5 separate regions of the Mus musculus genome follow, and all the other regions are linked to region 5. A link is a contact called in public Hi-C, HiChIP or PLAC-seq and promoter capture Hi-C data. All regions are on one chromosome and are shown on one strand. The core of a region is the stretch at or near the end of the contact, and the rest is flanking DNA. Distances in the headings are between cores, read along the strand shown.

Region 1 (2,700 bases), core at 113-2,612, 1.2 Mb before region 5:
CCTGTTTTTATTCACCTTCCCTGCCTTCTCTTACTGTGACTAAGTTCTCATTCCAAAGGCTATTTCAGTTTAATATGCATGCATCAGGATTAGTTACTTCAACAAAGCAAATGACCATCCTGCTTCCCAGAACGATTTGAACCCAGGTTCTAGCTTGCATGTGACAAGTGATCTACAACTCCTGCCTGACCCAACATTCCAAAAAGGCGAGCTTTCAGGAACTTTACCTCTCTGTCAAACCTGCCCGGCCTGCGAAGCGCTGGGTCTAACTCGTCTGGCCGGTTGGTGGCTCCCACAACCACAAACTCCCTGTCCCTGTGGATGCCGTCCAGCAGCGTCAACACCTGGGCCACCACTCGGCTCTCGGGAGCTCGGTGCGGGCCGCCTCTCCGGGGACACAGGGCATCCACTTCGTCCAGGAAGAGGAGGCTGGGTCCGCGGCTGGCCAGCTCCTGGGCTCGTTGGAAGATGCGCCGCACGTTCTCCTCGGTCTCCCCGGGCCGGGAGCCCTGCAACGCCGGGGCGCTCACCGCCAGCAGCTCGGCGCCAGTCTCGCGCGCCACGGCCCGCACTAACTGGGTCTTGCCCACTCCCGGGGGGCCCGCCAGGAGCACCCCGCGGGGCACAGCCAGCCCCAGCGCGGCTAGGGCGAGCGGGTAGCGCAGCGGCAGGCGGAGCAGCTCCCGTAGGGAGTCGGCGGTCTCCGACAGACCCCCAAGGGTCACCTCCCCGGGAGGCTCGACCTGTGGCGGAGGCTTGTCACTGAGCGTGATGCGGGTATGCGGTGTGACCCACCCGCCGGGCTCTGGGTCCGGTGTCCCGCCCATCACGTGCAGAGCTGCGACAGGGCCGGGGACACCCGGCGGGGTGGTCACCACGTGTCCCCGAGACACAGGCCGGTTGCGCAGCAGCTCGTGCACTACCTCCAGCACCGCGGCGGAACTCGGGGCTCCCGCCTGGGGCCGCAGCACCGGCCACACCTCTAGGCGCCGCAGGGGCGGACAGGGCACGGGTTGCAAGCAGTCCATACCTATCCTCCCCGTGGCCACCCGGGCCCCGGGGCTAGCGCACTGCGGGTCCAGCTGCACAAAGCCATCCACCCTGTCGCGCCGCGGCCAGGCCGTGCAGAGGCAGCAGCCGCCGGCGGGCAACGAGATCCTCAGCGGCGAGCCCAGGCGCGCACCCAAGCTGCGGAAGGCGGCCGGCCCCAGGCGGCAGCGCTGGGTGTCCCGGTCCCGGGGATCCACCGGCAGCAGCTTCAAAAGTTGTCCGTCGGGGAAGGGCCCCGAGTCCGGAGCCATGACTCGGGGAACCACGCCGGGGAAAGCCCGGCAGCAATCCACCCGGCTGCCGGATGCAGGCGGCGCGCATGCGCCAAGAAGGAACAAGCCTCTGATTGACGGTCGAAAGGACTTCTGGGAAAGTGAGAAAAGCCTGGCTCTCCATAAACATCAGACGCCCGGTAGTCGGTCCAAGAGCCTCAATGAAAAGGTCTCCGCTGGCATCTGACAGACATACGGCTGCTCCATTAGGCCATAAGAGTTTTCATTTTGTGAAGTAAAAAGATTTCTTAAGGAAAAAAAGAAAACCCAAACTGCTGACAAGGTGTAACGTGCTTACAGATATAAACAAGGTGTAAATAAAATACCCGCCAAATTAATCATGATACTCGCATCTTATGAAAGATCTTTTATCCTCGTTCCAAAGACTTGGAGCGTCTAGAAATGGGAAAGAAGACATTAATAATAAGACATAATAACCATCTTCAATATGTAAAGGGATGTGTGTGAAAGCTAGCGTGCGTGTGGATAGCTGTGGTAAAGAACTGACCAGGAAACGGAAGTTTAATAGGGTGATCTTAAGAGGTTTTTCTCTGCATATTTTGACCATGGTCGCATGAAAGGTACAGCTGAGAGTCATAACTGATGCCCACTGAGGCAATTAGAGTGAACTTAACCTTTCAGATTTCAGCACTGATTTAAAACAGGGGTAGAGGCTAAGTTAGTGGGGATATGGTGTGGAGGACAGTACATGTTTTTTCGTGTTGCATAAAGAGGCTGATCCCGTTCAGGGCCAAACTATAAAGTTCTCTGACCTTGGCCAAGAAATATACAGCATCCCCACTAAAACAGCCACTCCCCTCCTTGTGTCACAAATATCAGGAAGGGATTGTGTTTCTGGGCCCTCAACTCATTCACACATTCTCAGTAAAACTATAGATTATCTTTCCCAGGCAGCCTTAACCCATCCTGCTCCTCTGAGTCAGACCATTTTCATTGTATTGTTTCAGTCATCCATACATCTGAATTCATCATACTTACAATCTTGCAGGAAACCATTCTAAGCTTGCTGTGATGGTTCATACCTATATCACAACATTTGGGAGACTAAATAAGGATTAGAACAATTTATAGTTCTACCTGGGCTACTTAGTGAGGTCTAGGCAAGCCTAAACTACAGAATGGAGAAAGGTATCGAAAGAAAGAAAGAAAGAAAGAAAGAAAGAGAGAGAGAGAGAGAGAGAGAGAGAGAGAGAGAGAGAGAGAAAGAAAGAAAGAAAGAAAGAAAGAAAGAAAGAAAGAAAGAAAGAAAGAAAGAAAGAAAGAAAGAAAGAAAGAAAGAAAGAAAGAAAGAAAGAAAGAAAAAGAAAACCTTGAAAAGAAAAACATAATAACAGTTCTGTGGTCCTTTTGTTGGTTA
Region 2 (2,700 bases), core at 71-2,570, 1.6 Mb after region 5:
GGGTAGAGTCCCAAGGATCACGTGCAGCCAGGCGGAACCCTGTGTTCCTAAGGCTGTTCAGCCGCTTTCGGTTACCTTGGAGACTACACAACTAGTCACCCCGCCAGCCCATTTCCCAGCAGTCCTCTCGCTACTCTCCTGCACCTTAACTGCAGCAGCGTCGTGCGCAAAAAGCCAGCAAGACAGGCAGAGTTGACCAAGCACTTGGACACGCAAGCTTGGCAAGCTCAACAACACCCACAGACTGAGCATAAGTGAGCCCTAACTTCTCAAGATCCACGTGTCGGCTTCGGCGACGCGAACAAGAGTGGGTCTCCCTCAGACGGAGATTTTTCCCGTTCTACTAATCAAGCCACTCTTCAGGCACTCTTCACCCATGCCTGCTACCATCCTTTTGCCAGAGAAAAAGAGACATTCTTGGGGAACGAAAGAGAAGGCTAATGCCCTTGCGCACCTTACACTCGACTCAAAGACGTACTTGAAAATTCAACAGAAACGGGAAGTCCTATGGACAGAAAACCAGTCAGGTTACCCCAGAAAGAGAAAAAGGAACCACCACCTGTTCCCTACCTGTTTTCTCCGCCTTCGAATTAGCACTTACAAATCACAGCTCCTTTGTTTACAAAGTTCTCACTCTCATTCAACTCACTCATCGCCCCCTCATTAAATTCGGGGCCTTGCCTCAATTTGACCCGAAATTACACGCTAGGAAATGTTTGAATAGGTGTCAAAACACTGCATCCAGTTCCTTGGAGAAACAGACATTGGTTGTTTCCCTCGGAGAGTTGAAACTCAGAGAGCTGAACTCTTAAAACCTGTGCTTATTCCATCGATAACCAGGCTAGAAATCGTCACGCGGAACGTGCCATGCTGTTCAACACCCCACGCACGCGAGGGCAGGGCCGTGCCGTAGGCACTTCTCACCCCGCCCGCCTCGTGGTCTCGGTCTCCGGCGTCGATGTTCCTAGTTAGTTCTCCGAGCGACACGGAAGTGAGGTCGGGGAGGCGTGCGAGATGACATGCGCAACTCGCTCAAGGGACCAAAGGCTGCACAGCGTAAGGCCCAGCCAGGCCCAGGCGTGCGAAGCTCTCTCTGCGGAACGCTGGGCAAGCCGTTCAAATACACAAGTGGTTTAAACTCAAAAAAACTCCAATCGGGCCACTATTGAAGCGACGCCCTCCACCCAGGCCCGAGAGTTACCGTGCGGGGCGTGGCCGGCCTCACCCCGAGTCCTTCACATCCCTCTAGGGGAGGGTTATTCTGAAGGGTTCGCACACCGTGTGTCCGCTTCAGCTGAAGAGCCTGCGCACGCACCGGATGTCCACGTCACTGCGCACGCGCTCCTACCAGCTTGGAGCCGACCGCGCAGGCGCATAGGGAGGCGCGAGCAGCACCTCTTTGCCCCTCCCCCAACATCAGGAGGCCAAACAGCCCGGAGCAGCGTCAGGACCCTTGGGTTCCGCCCACGGAGCCGAAGCCGTAGCCTTTTCGCATTTTAGTAATCCAGAAAGAACTTATGAAGCTTCCAGAATCAGGAAAGGAGAGACAGGAGAGAGGTACACAATACGCTCAATCCTGTATTCGAAGCCTTCGTGAAAATTCTGAAACCACTGCCCTCCAGGCCTTTCCCAACAAGACTCTTCAGCCTTTCCCAGAGACTTCTCACCGGCCCCGCCCCTGCCGTACCCAGCCCCACCCACATGAAGCTTCATAGACCTCCTGGCTTCGCAAATCCTTCAAAAAAAAAAAAAAAAAAAAAAAAAAAACGGAGGACCTCCTGTACAAAGTGCTATGGGGTTGGAAAGTACCAGAACACTGGAAAAGCTTGAAGCAAACACCACGAAAGAAGAGTAAGCAATTTTCCAATATTCGCCAACAAAGAACACTAGGAAAATTCGAGAAAGCCTTGTTGAGCGCAGAGAATGGAAGTTTATGCCTATATTCTCAACACTGAGGCTGAAGCAGGATTGCTGCGAGTTCGAGGCTAACCTGAATTCTATAGTGAGTTCACGTTCCAGAGTAGGCTAGGCTGCCAAGACACCGTGCTGGAATGAAAAGCAAAGCAAAGAAAGGTTCTATAAAGGAAAAAGAGCTGCCACTAAATTGCCTGATACCAAGATGAAAGATGTCTTAAAAAGAAATGGTCAAGAATATTTTTGTTGTTGTTGTTGCTTCTTCAAGACAATGAAGCTTAAAAATGTAAAGAAAACATTAACCAACAATGTATATTTTTGTTGTTGTTGTTGCTTCTTCAAGACAATGAAGCTTAAAAATGTAAAGAAAACATTAACCAACAAGTATGTCAGACAATTGCCAAACTAAGTCAGAGAGCAATAATTCTCAACCAAACATCAAAAATTTTAGGTTTTTTTCTCTACCATTTACTACTTTCATGCTGCTAACCTACCAGTAAATGTTTAAAGTGAAAAGGAGTAATTACGAAATAATTAAGTAGAAAACATAAAATGCAGTCCATATTCCCAAACTTTTCACTCTCAAGAGATAATAGAAAAACTTATTTTGTGCTAAGTGACAATACAAACACTTTGAAGGAAACCAAGAATGTAAGGATGGAGCCAAGAGGAAGGACAAGGATAGCCAACAGGGTTGATCTGACTTGCTTCGTTTCACTTAGCTATTTATTCCTGAGGAGATACGCAACACATAGGCAGAAACTGAACTAAAGTTTACAGACTTCT
Region 3 (2,700 bases), core at 71-2,570, 1.7 Mb after region 5:
CTCCCAAAGAAACTCCTCCTGTAACCTTTGCTTTCCCCCTTGGAGGCCGGCAGAGGGCAGGGAGTCAGGCAACCCACAAGACCATTATTTGTGCAGTGCTAATGACCCTGGTGGGATTTTAGCCTCCTGGGTGGTTTATACCCATGGATTAGAAATTAGGAACCTTGAGGGGAGAGGCTGGGGGTGGGGCGCTGAACAAATAAATTAATTAAAAAAAAGAAATTTGCACTCTTCTACAGATAGCTGAGATCCTTTGCAAAAGATTTATTCTGGTAGGAAGATTTTGTTTTTGTTTTGAGGGGACTCATAGCAATCCTGCTGCTTCAGCCTTCCAAGTGCAGGAATTACAGGCATGAGCCACCATGCCTGGCTTAACATTAGCATTTTGAACAAAAGATAAAGGACACAATACACAAAACTATCCTTCCATGTGATTTTGCAGTTGGTGGCCTGTGGCTGAGCCACTCTGCATTGCCTGGGAATGCTAGCACTTGAATCTTCTGACATCTTTTTTTTTTTTTTTCTCTTTCAGAGACAGGGTTTCTCTGTGTACCCCTGGCTGTCTTGGCACTCACTTTGTAGACCAGGCTGGCCTCGAACTCAGAAATCTGCCTCTGCCTCCCAAGTGCTGGGATCATAGGCATGCGCCACCACCACCCGGCTTCTGACATCTTTTTAACATATCTATTAGCTTTTTGAGAGGAAGTCTCATGTAAGTCCAGGCTGGCATCCAGTTTGAAAGCAGAAGATAACACTGAACTTGGGGTCCCATCTCCACTTGGCAGGTGCTGGGTTACAAATGTGAGCAACACTGTCCACATTTTTCAACACCTTATCCAGTCATGGCAGTAAGAAATTGTCCACAGGAACAGTGTGCAACAAACTCAGAAAGTCATGATTCTGAGGTACTGGGATGTCCTGCCTCATGGTCAGAAAGGGACACAGCAATGGCAAGCAATAATGCCTTATGGGGGACAGTTTAGTCGCCATCACCCAGGAGGCAGAGGCAGGTGGATTTTTGGAGGCTCTACATACTTCCCATGTGTGATCATGCACTTAAACTAACACTGACACCAATAAAGCCATTCACTATTGATGCTATCCTGAGACCCACAAAAGCTACTGCCATGTACTAGGTGCTGTCCAGCCTATCACAAAGGTATAATGTAGAGTCAACTTTTTCTCCTACCAGGAACTCACTAGTTTGTTGGTGTGCCATAGGTGGGGACTAGAGCCCTTCAGCTCAGCAAGGCTCCTCCCAGAAGCCTGGGGACCTCGCTGTCCTCATGCTCCGCCTTTTCCTTCTATTTCCCGGGTCTGACGTGAGTGTATACAGGCCAGTTGGAAGTCGGCAGGGTAGTGGTGATAGCTCTGAGACTGCTGACACGCCTATAAACTGCAGCTAGGGAATCGAGTTCTCAACCATCATCCTTTGCTGGAACCAAGGGATTGGGCGATGGGCTGCTCCCACCGGCTGCTGCTGTGGCTGGGAGCTGCTGGTAAGTGCTGTTTGGTGGTCAGGGTACCAGCCAACCAGAGACAACTAGATTTGGGGCTGCATTAGCAACAGACCAGGTCTCAATGGTTCCTTCTAAGGTGGCCTTGTGCTTTTAGAGTACAGCAAGAAAGGTGCGGAGCACGTCCGAATCTAAGAATCAGATGGGGCCTTGGCACTACTTGGGAGGAAGCTAGAGAGAGGAGAGGTGGTGGGGTGCTGTACAACAGAGAGCGGTGCAGCCCCCAAGTCACTCCATGAGAGCTCTGGAATGATATATGTAGACATATATGTATATATATATATATATATATATGTATATATATATATATGTATATATGTAGATATATGTATATGTCATGATATATGTAGACACCTTGCAAGGCTTGGGAAACCCGGTTGGGTGGTAGGTGTCTAGCTTCAGCCTCTGTATGCACCAGCTGGGCGGCATTCGGGGTGTGGCTGGAAGCAGGGTACTGCTGAGTGGCTATCCATCTCTTATGTCTCCCCTGTCACATTCTGCATCATCTAACCCTTCTTCCTGTCACCTTTCAGGAACTATTCTTTGCTCCAACTCGGAGTTCCAGACACCTTTTCTAACACCTTCGCTTTTGCCGGTGCTGGTACTCAATTCCCAGGAGCAGAAAGTCACCCCCACACCCAGTAAATTGGAGCCAGCTTCCCTCCCAAATCCTCTAGGTGAGTTTCAGGCTCCTCCCTTTTCTTGGTTCACCATCTCCAGATCCCTAGGCCTGGAGAGGAACTTTTTCCTTCTCCCTTTGTACCTAGGCACACGGGGGCCTTGGGTGTTTAACACCTGTGGCGCCAGCGGCAGGAGCGGACCCACACAAACACAGTGCGATGGGGCATACACAGGAAGCAGCGTGATGGTGACAGTGGGGGCTGCCGGGCCGCTCAAAGGCGTGCAGCTGTGGCGGGTGCCAGACACAGGCCAGTATCTGTAAGTGCCCAGCAGGAAGAGGGTGGCAATCACCTCTTAGGCTGAGGTTCTACAGACCAGGGAAGTTATCTTAAAACATTCCGCAGAGAAGTCTAGTGTCAGTCACTTCGATTGTCTGTCCTCCTCCTAAGTTAACCATCGTCAGGACGGCCGCCCAATCAACGGTGGCTGAAGATGGGGCTGGATGATTCCAGCCATCTCCGTTAACGCTCTTGAAATACTCGTGGAACCCAACCCAAAACTC
Region 4 (2,700 bases), core at 54-2,553, 1.8 Mb after region 5:
TGCAATTCTATCCAAAAAGTCTTCTGATATTTTAACCTGCTGTTTTAGAATGACTTTAGCTGAAAAACAAAATGATGAATTGTAGTCTACTTTTTAATTTCCATTCTACAAGGAATGTCTACTAAATTATGATGACCCTTTCATCAGCACAGAAGATTCAAATCTGTAAACTAAAATTTCAGCCGGGCAGTGGTGGCTGCCAGCACTTGGGAGGCAGAGGCAGGTGGATTTCTGAGTTTAAGGCCAGCCTAGTCTACAAAGTGAGTTCCAGGACAGCCAGGGCTATACAGAGAAACCCTGTCTCGAAAAACCAAAAGCCACCCAACCAAACAAACAAAAAACCCTAAAATGTCTATATCTACTATTTAGCAAAAATACAGCATCTTTGCTCCTACTCTAATAGGATGACGGTAAACCCAGTGCAGTACATTTATGATGGGTAGTTTCTGTTGTTTTGGTAATTCTGGAGAAGTAGCCATCCTATTAGTTTCCCACAGAGGCTATCCCTAAGACCCACACTCTTACTTCATCTTGATAAAGACACTGTTGAAGATGACTTGCTCTGTTTTTGAAGACCAAGTCTTCCTACAGAGCCCAGGTAGAACTCAATCTGTCACTGCTCCCGAGTGCTGACTTACACCTGGGACACAGTCCCTTTAACTGCCACTTACTTTTCCATTTAATGAGGAATGAAAAGAAAACACCTGCATGTTATGAAATACTATGAGAGTGAATAGTGCCTGTTATACATAAATTTGCATTCCAACACCTAGATCATCATCTAGAACGAAGTTGTAATTTTCTCTTAAACCTGAAGTTTTAGGCATTTCTAATTTTAAATCCTTAAGGAATATGATTTTCAAGTCAGTGTAAAATAATTCAAAACAGTCCACAATGTTCAGTTTTTGCTAAATGAGCTAAAACTACATCAATTTTTTATGCAGACAATATTAGAACCAGTAATGTATATTGTTCCATTGATTCTTGTTACAAGAAATAGCACAAAAATGCACATAGTACTCTGTATCTATTGTGTTAGGAAAATGGCCTCAATCCACTTTTCCCAAACAGTGTTTGAATACTGTGGACTCCTCAACAGAAATGTGAGGTGGTTTAGAGTAAAAGGTTGCACTATCAGGGTCCCATGTGAGCCAGAGTGGCTAGGGCTGGTTTTGCCGACAGGTGTGGGTTTCTAATGTGCAACAGAGCCAAACTCTGGATTCCCTGGGGAGGTGGGCACGGACCAGAGCAAAAACTACCTAGAGTCACACTAGTGAAGCCACTGGCTTCTTGTCCTTCCACTTCCTTTTTCTCTGCCTAAGTGTGAGCCCAGCAACTGTTGCATAAGACACTGCTTTATGGGGAGGGACAAAAGACAAGGGTTAAAATGGAAGAAAAACAGAAAAAACTTAAATGCCAATTTAAAAGAGAGCTTTTTGCTAAACCTAAATGTGAAAAGGGTATTGGTTGATTTTCTTCCAACAATTTCCAAAAGAAGATACAAAGCTGCACCACACACCCACCAGCCCCCATGAGCCTGACTCAGGCCTCCAAAGGAAAATAGCCAATTAATGCAACCAGTGACCCTATGGGGAATTAGAATGCTGTACCTAAAGCCAGTGAAATGTTCAGTGGGTAAGGGAACTTGCTGCCAAGCTTAATGACTACATAGTGGGAGCAGAGACCCAACTTCTGACAGTTGTGCTGGCCTCCAACATGTGTGCTGTGACTTATGCCTGCCCACAAAAAAATTAATGAAAACACTTTTTAAAAAACAAATTTCCGGCTGAAGGTGTCCACCTGATGACCAAACACTCGGTGGAGTCCAAAGACTTCTGTTTAGTTCTGAGCACCTAAGTACAGGGAACTGTTTGTATTCCTACTACCCATGGGTAAATACTTAAAATCTGAGAATTTCAGGGAGACTCAAAGAGTTCCAATAATCATCCCAAGATTTTTTTTTTTTGGCCTCTGGAGAGTAGATCATATTTGTAGTATTTTACAATAAAATCTATAAGTCAGATATTCCTATGTTTTTGGTCTAAGCACATATATCAAATATTGTGCAATACCTACTCTCCCACAATACAGATTCTATTAAAGTATAAGGGAAGACAGGCAAGAGAAACAATACAGAATTATCTTATTCATCTTTAAGCTAGAGACTGCTCACCTGTTCCTTCAAAACCTTTATTCCCTTGTCCTGTGACTCTCAACACAGGACAAATGAAGTCTTTCATTGTCAGAGTGAAACAGTAAGGGGAGTGAGGAAAAACAGGTCAGAATTGATGTTCTGATTTTTCCTCCAGGAAGGACGAAGTAAAGGAATGAGCTAAATTTCATGATTTGTTCGGGGACTGAGGCAGTAGTGAAGGGGTAGCTCTGTTGCTACCTGTGAAAGGTGCAAGCCTCTATTTTCTTATCTGAGGAATACAGGAGTCCAGGTGATCTCTAAGATCCTTAGCATTATGGGATTTTTATATGAACTGGGTGTTTGACAGGAGGGCTCTGTATTTCTTATTCTAGATACTAACAGCCACATGAGAGGTATCTAAGAAGCCATGGTTTCTGAACTTTGGTGTTTTGTTTACTTTTTATCCTGAAGGTTGCAAGGATCAGAGAAACTGAAGAGTAAATGCAAGCTTATGTCAGTGCAAAGGCCTGGTCCACATCTCAACTCTGAGTCCACCTAGTAACGGC
Region 5 (2,700 bases), core at 132-2,631:
GAGGAATCACACACACAATATAAGAGCCTGCATTTGAACATTAGGTACTTCTTTATACTGATTGTTCACACAGTTTCATCAAGGTCCAACATAGAAACTGACAATAAAATAGAATATATAATGCATTTGATCTGAGATGAAACTGAAGAAAAAAAAAAAACAGCAAAACAGAACACTTTATTTCAGTCAGTCAGTCAGTCCAGAATGTCTAAAAAAGCACATTATCAGTTGGTTAGGGCAATAAGAGCCTCCACCACATTGCCCATGTGTTCCCTCAAGCTCCTTTCTGCTGCTGCTCGAGAGATCTCCATTTCCGTCATCTGCAAAAGGGAAAATCACGTCACCAAAGCCTCTTCTCCACTTGTTTCAGGAGCCCAAATTAGGTAGCACTTCTCTTGTGAATCCATTAAAAAATTAATACTCACTATCAACTCCAGATCTTCCTTCTTGATAGTGACCTTCGCCAGTTCCTTCTCCCTGTAAATATTTATACATTTCTTTTCATTCTCTGCCTCTGCTATAAACTCCCAGAAGGAACACTCCCAGCTACTCACTGAAAATGGGTGGAACAAGGTTTACTGAAAATAGCAAATAAACGCGCCAACTCTTTCCCCTGGAGGTTTTACAGTAAGGTATCCTGGAATCTTTCCTTCCACTAACAAAGTTGTAATCCCTAGATCTGTAGAAATTGGTTAAAGACGTAAACTTTTTTTTCCCCTGGAGAACGAGGACCTACCGGTAGTGCTGGTGGTGTGCTTTAAACTTACCGCTCTTGTTTGGCCTTTTGTTCCCTGGACCGTCTGTCTCCAATGACGGACATAGCCTGTAGAAAACACGAGTCAAGTTATCTACCACCGTGCCACGCAAATTTTCTGATCTAAAACGCAATACCAAAAATAAAAACCACGTGGTTTTCAGGTATTCACAACTACGAGTGTTCTCAGGACCAAAGGACTACGCCTAATTTCGTGCACATGAGATCTATTTAGGCCCAATCTCTATCGAATTCTTAAGCAAACAGCAGACTGGGTGGGTGCTGTCGCTTAGCCCCACCCTACTGCCAAATCCCACCATTGCTATCAGCCTTCCCGGAGCCCCAGTGAGCAGCAAACCGGTCAGTCTCACCTCTCTCCCGCCCCTCTCTCAACCCCTCATACAAGCTCCCAGCCAACTTCACCGTTTCAAGATTCGAACTCTGGATCTCCTTCTCCTCCGCATAGTCAGTAACCCGCTCTAGGTCAGCAGCACCACTGTCATGTTTCCTTGGCTTCTCGGGAGGCCGCTCCGGGCCGCTGGTCTCGGTCTCTAACTCCAACTCCACGTCTCCCTCGGTCGCCATTTCGATCTCACCGCGCCGCCGCATAGGCTGCCGCTTCACAACTTCCGGCAACCCTCACAGCTTCCGCCCAGATAAGGGGCGGGGTAGGCGTGGACCACACCTTTGTGCCTGTCTTGAGAAGCTTCAGCTAGCAAAGAGGTTCGCTTTTGACTTCCTCTCCAGCTTGTTTTCTGCAGTCTCCTTCGACTATCTGTTCACTACCCACACCACCAAGGCACATTGTTCCTAAGAGCAATCCTTTCACACATAGAGACACACACATGGAATTCTGTCCAATCAAGGTGGCTAATCCTAAACCAATTAAAAAACCTAATCCCTAGACCTGATAGGCCAACTGCTCCTAATCTCAGAATAACAGTCCGAATGATCCCGAATAGGAAGCCCGGCGAAGGCATCTTCACAAGACTATTTGCATCTATCTACCACTTCCTGGTAACCTGTATTCATTTTATGACATGTCTATGCTGCCTTAAGACGAATGATTAGGCCAGCAAAGCGACTGTCCAATGGGCGAAAATCCCGAGAAGCTGCTGTTTCTCGTCAGTTTTTCCAATACTGGATCTACATCTAACAAAAATGATGGGTGCAAAAGTTGTCACCGGCCGGAGCACCACCCAGGGTCTTGCACAGCAGCACGGTGGAGTCAGTAATGTAGTGGAAACCCCCTTCAATCAGGTGAGACATTTGGGAAGAGATAGCTAAAAAGCTAGGAGTTGGGATGAGAAACCTGGTTCTTTGCCTGGGTAATAGGTAAACATCTCATTCCACATTCCCAGCCATAGATCATTAGGAAAAAGTTAAGTGGTTCAAGAATACACCAAAGTTTAAAGTTCTTGCAATGAAAACCTTACTAGTGCTTTGTGGAAGGTAATCCTAAGAGGCTCATAACCAGACAGAAGGATGGAGGGTTTGGGAATTTGACCATTGGTTAACCCCACACCCTTTGAAAAACTCTGCATTGCTTCTATCCCCAGGCATCCTGCTGTGGACCTGTTTCTTGGACCAGTGGCTGCCACTCTCTGACAGAGTCTAGGTGTAGCCGCCTGCTCTACATCCTCCTCCACGTGGGAGCCTCAGCAATCTGCTGCCTCCTGCTTTCGAAGACAGTGGTAGAAAGGGTCTGGGGCAAAGCACATGGGGTAAGTCGGCAAGGGTTGCAATGTGAGGGAAAAAAAAAAACCTTTAAGATTTGGGACAGGGAGCAAAGGAGTCAACCTACCAGTAAAAAGTTGAGACTGTCCATAGATTGTGGCTGGCCCTGACTTTTCTCACAACCAACTCCCTGCAGATCCAGATGCCCTCAGTGCTATGTGCCCACCTGTTTGGCAGCTCGGACTGCCCAGTTCTCAGTGGCTCTGGCG

What was found. Promoter capture Hi-C pulls out the DNA fragments that hold promoters and counts their contacts. A called contact is a pair of places that touch in the nucleus more often than the background predicts. HiChIP or PLAC-seq counts read pairs in DNA pulled down with a chosen protein or histone mark.
Region 1: a contact with region 5 is called in a promoter capture Hi-C map of pre-B cells, with 8 times the contacts expected there. The contact joins the promoter of Spata5l1 here to the promoter of Hypk in region 5. A contact is called at or near these places in 2 of 39 promoter capture datasets (liver and pre-B cells) and 1 of 115 datasets of contacts at active chromatin or transcription factors (forebrain).
Region 2: a contact with region 5 is called in a promoter capture Hi-C map of neutrophils, with 3 times the contacts expected there. The contact joins the promoter of Mga here to the promoter of Hypk in region 5. A contact is called at or near these places in 3 of 39 promoter capture datasets (the C10 cell line, liver and neutrophils) and 1 of 9 other capture datasets (liver).
Region 3: a contact with region 5 is called in a FOXA1 HiChIP or PLAC-seq map of pancreatic cancer cells. The contact joins the promoter of Ltk here to the promoter of Hypk in region 5. A contact is called at or near these places in 2 of 115 datasets of contacts at active chromatin or transcription factors (embryonic forebrain and pancreatic cancer cells).
Region 4: a contact with region 5 is called in a Hi-C map of B cells, with 5 read pairs. The contact joins the enhancer-like site here to the promoter of Hypk in region 5. A contact is called at or near these places in 3 of 39 promoter capture datasets (liver and pre-B cells), 1 of 484 Hi-C or Micro-C datasets (B cells), 1 of 115 datasets of contacts at active chromatin or transcription factors (astrocytes) and 1 of 9 other capture datasets (liver).

Annotation. Positions count from the first base shown.
Region 1 is chr2:122,629,287-122,631,986 of GRCm38.p6, reverse strand. It overlaps Spata5l1 (spermatogenesis associated 5-like 1), which reads right to left and starts at 1,362. Exons shown (of 3, transcript NM_001033256.4): 1 at 228-1,362. The coding sequence starts at 1,301.
Region 2 is chr2:119,895,848-119,898,547 of GRCm38.p6, reverse strand. It overlaps Mga (MAX gene associated), which reads right to left and starts at 1,320. Exons shown (of 24, transcript NM_013720.2): 1 at 1,202-1,320.
Region 3 is chr2:119,759,051-119,761,750 of GRCm38.p6, reverse strand. Ltk (leukocyte tyrosine kinase) reads left to right here and starts at 1,320. Exons shown (of 20, transcript NM_203345.2): 1 at 1,320-1,499; 2 at 2,051-2,194; 3 at 2,285-2,456. The coding sequence starts at 1,457.
Region 4 is chr2:119,697,239-119,699,938 of GRCm38.p6, reverse strand. All of the region lies in intron 2 of Rtf1 (RTF1, Paf1/RNA polymerase II complex component), which reads right to left. Among named protein-coding and RNA genes, the nearest start is that of Rtf1, 24 kb to the right of the region's middle. Within about 2 kb of position 1,303, at least 35 of the 459 cell types and tissues checked have an H3K27ac peak or open chromatin away from gene starts, as enhancers often do. A contact at or near this core is called in B cells and pre-B cells, where this site is marked.
Region 5 is chr2:121,455,769-121,458,468 of GRCm38.p6, reverse strand. It overlaps Hypk (huntingtin interacting protein K), which reads right to left and starts at 1,381. Exons shown (of 4, transcript NM_026318.3): 1 at 1,178-1,381; 2 at 768-823; 3 at 426-477; 4 at 29-320. The coding sequence starts at 1,363. The coding sequence ends at 225. Serinc4 (serine incorporator 4) reads left to right here and starts at 1,705. Exons shown (of 12, transcript NM_001025371.2): 1 at 1,705-2,014; 2 at 2,314-2,478; 3 at 2,628-2,700. The coding sequence starts at 1,916.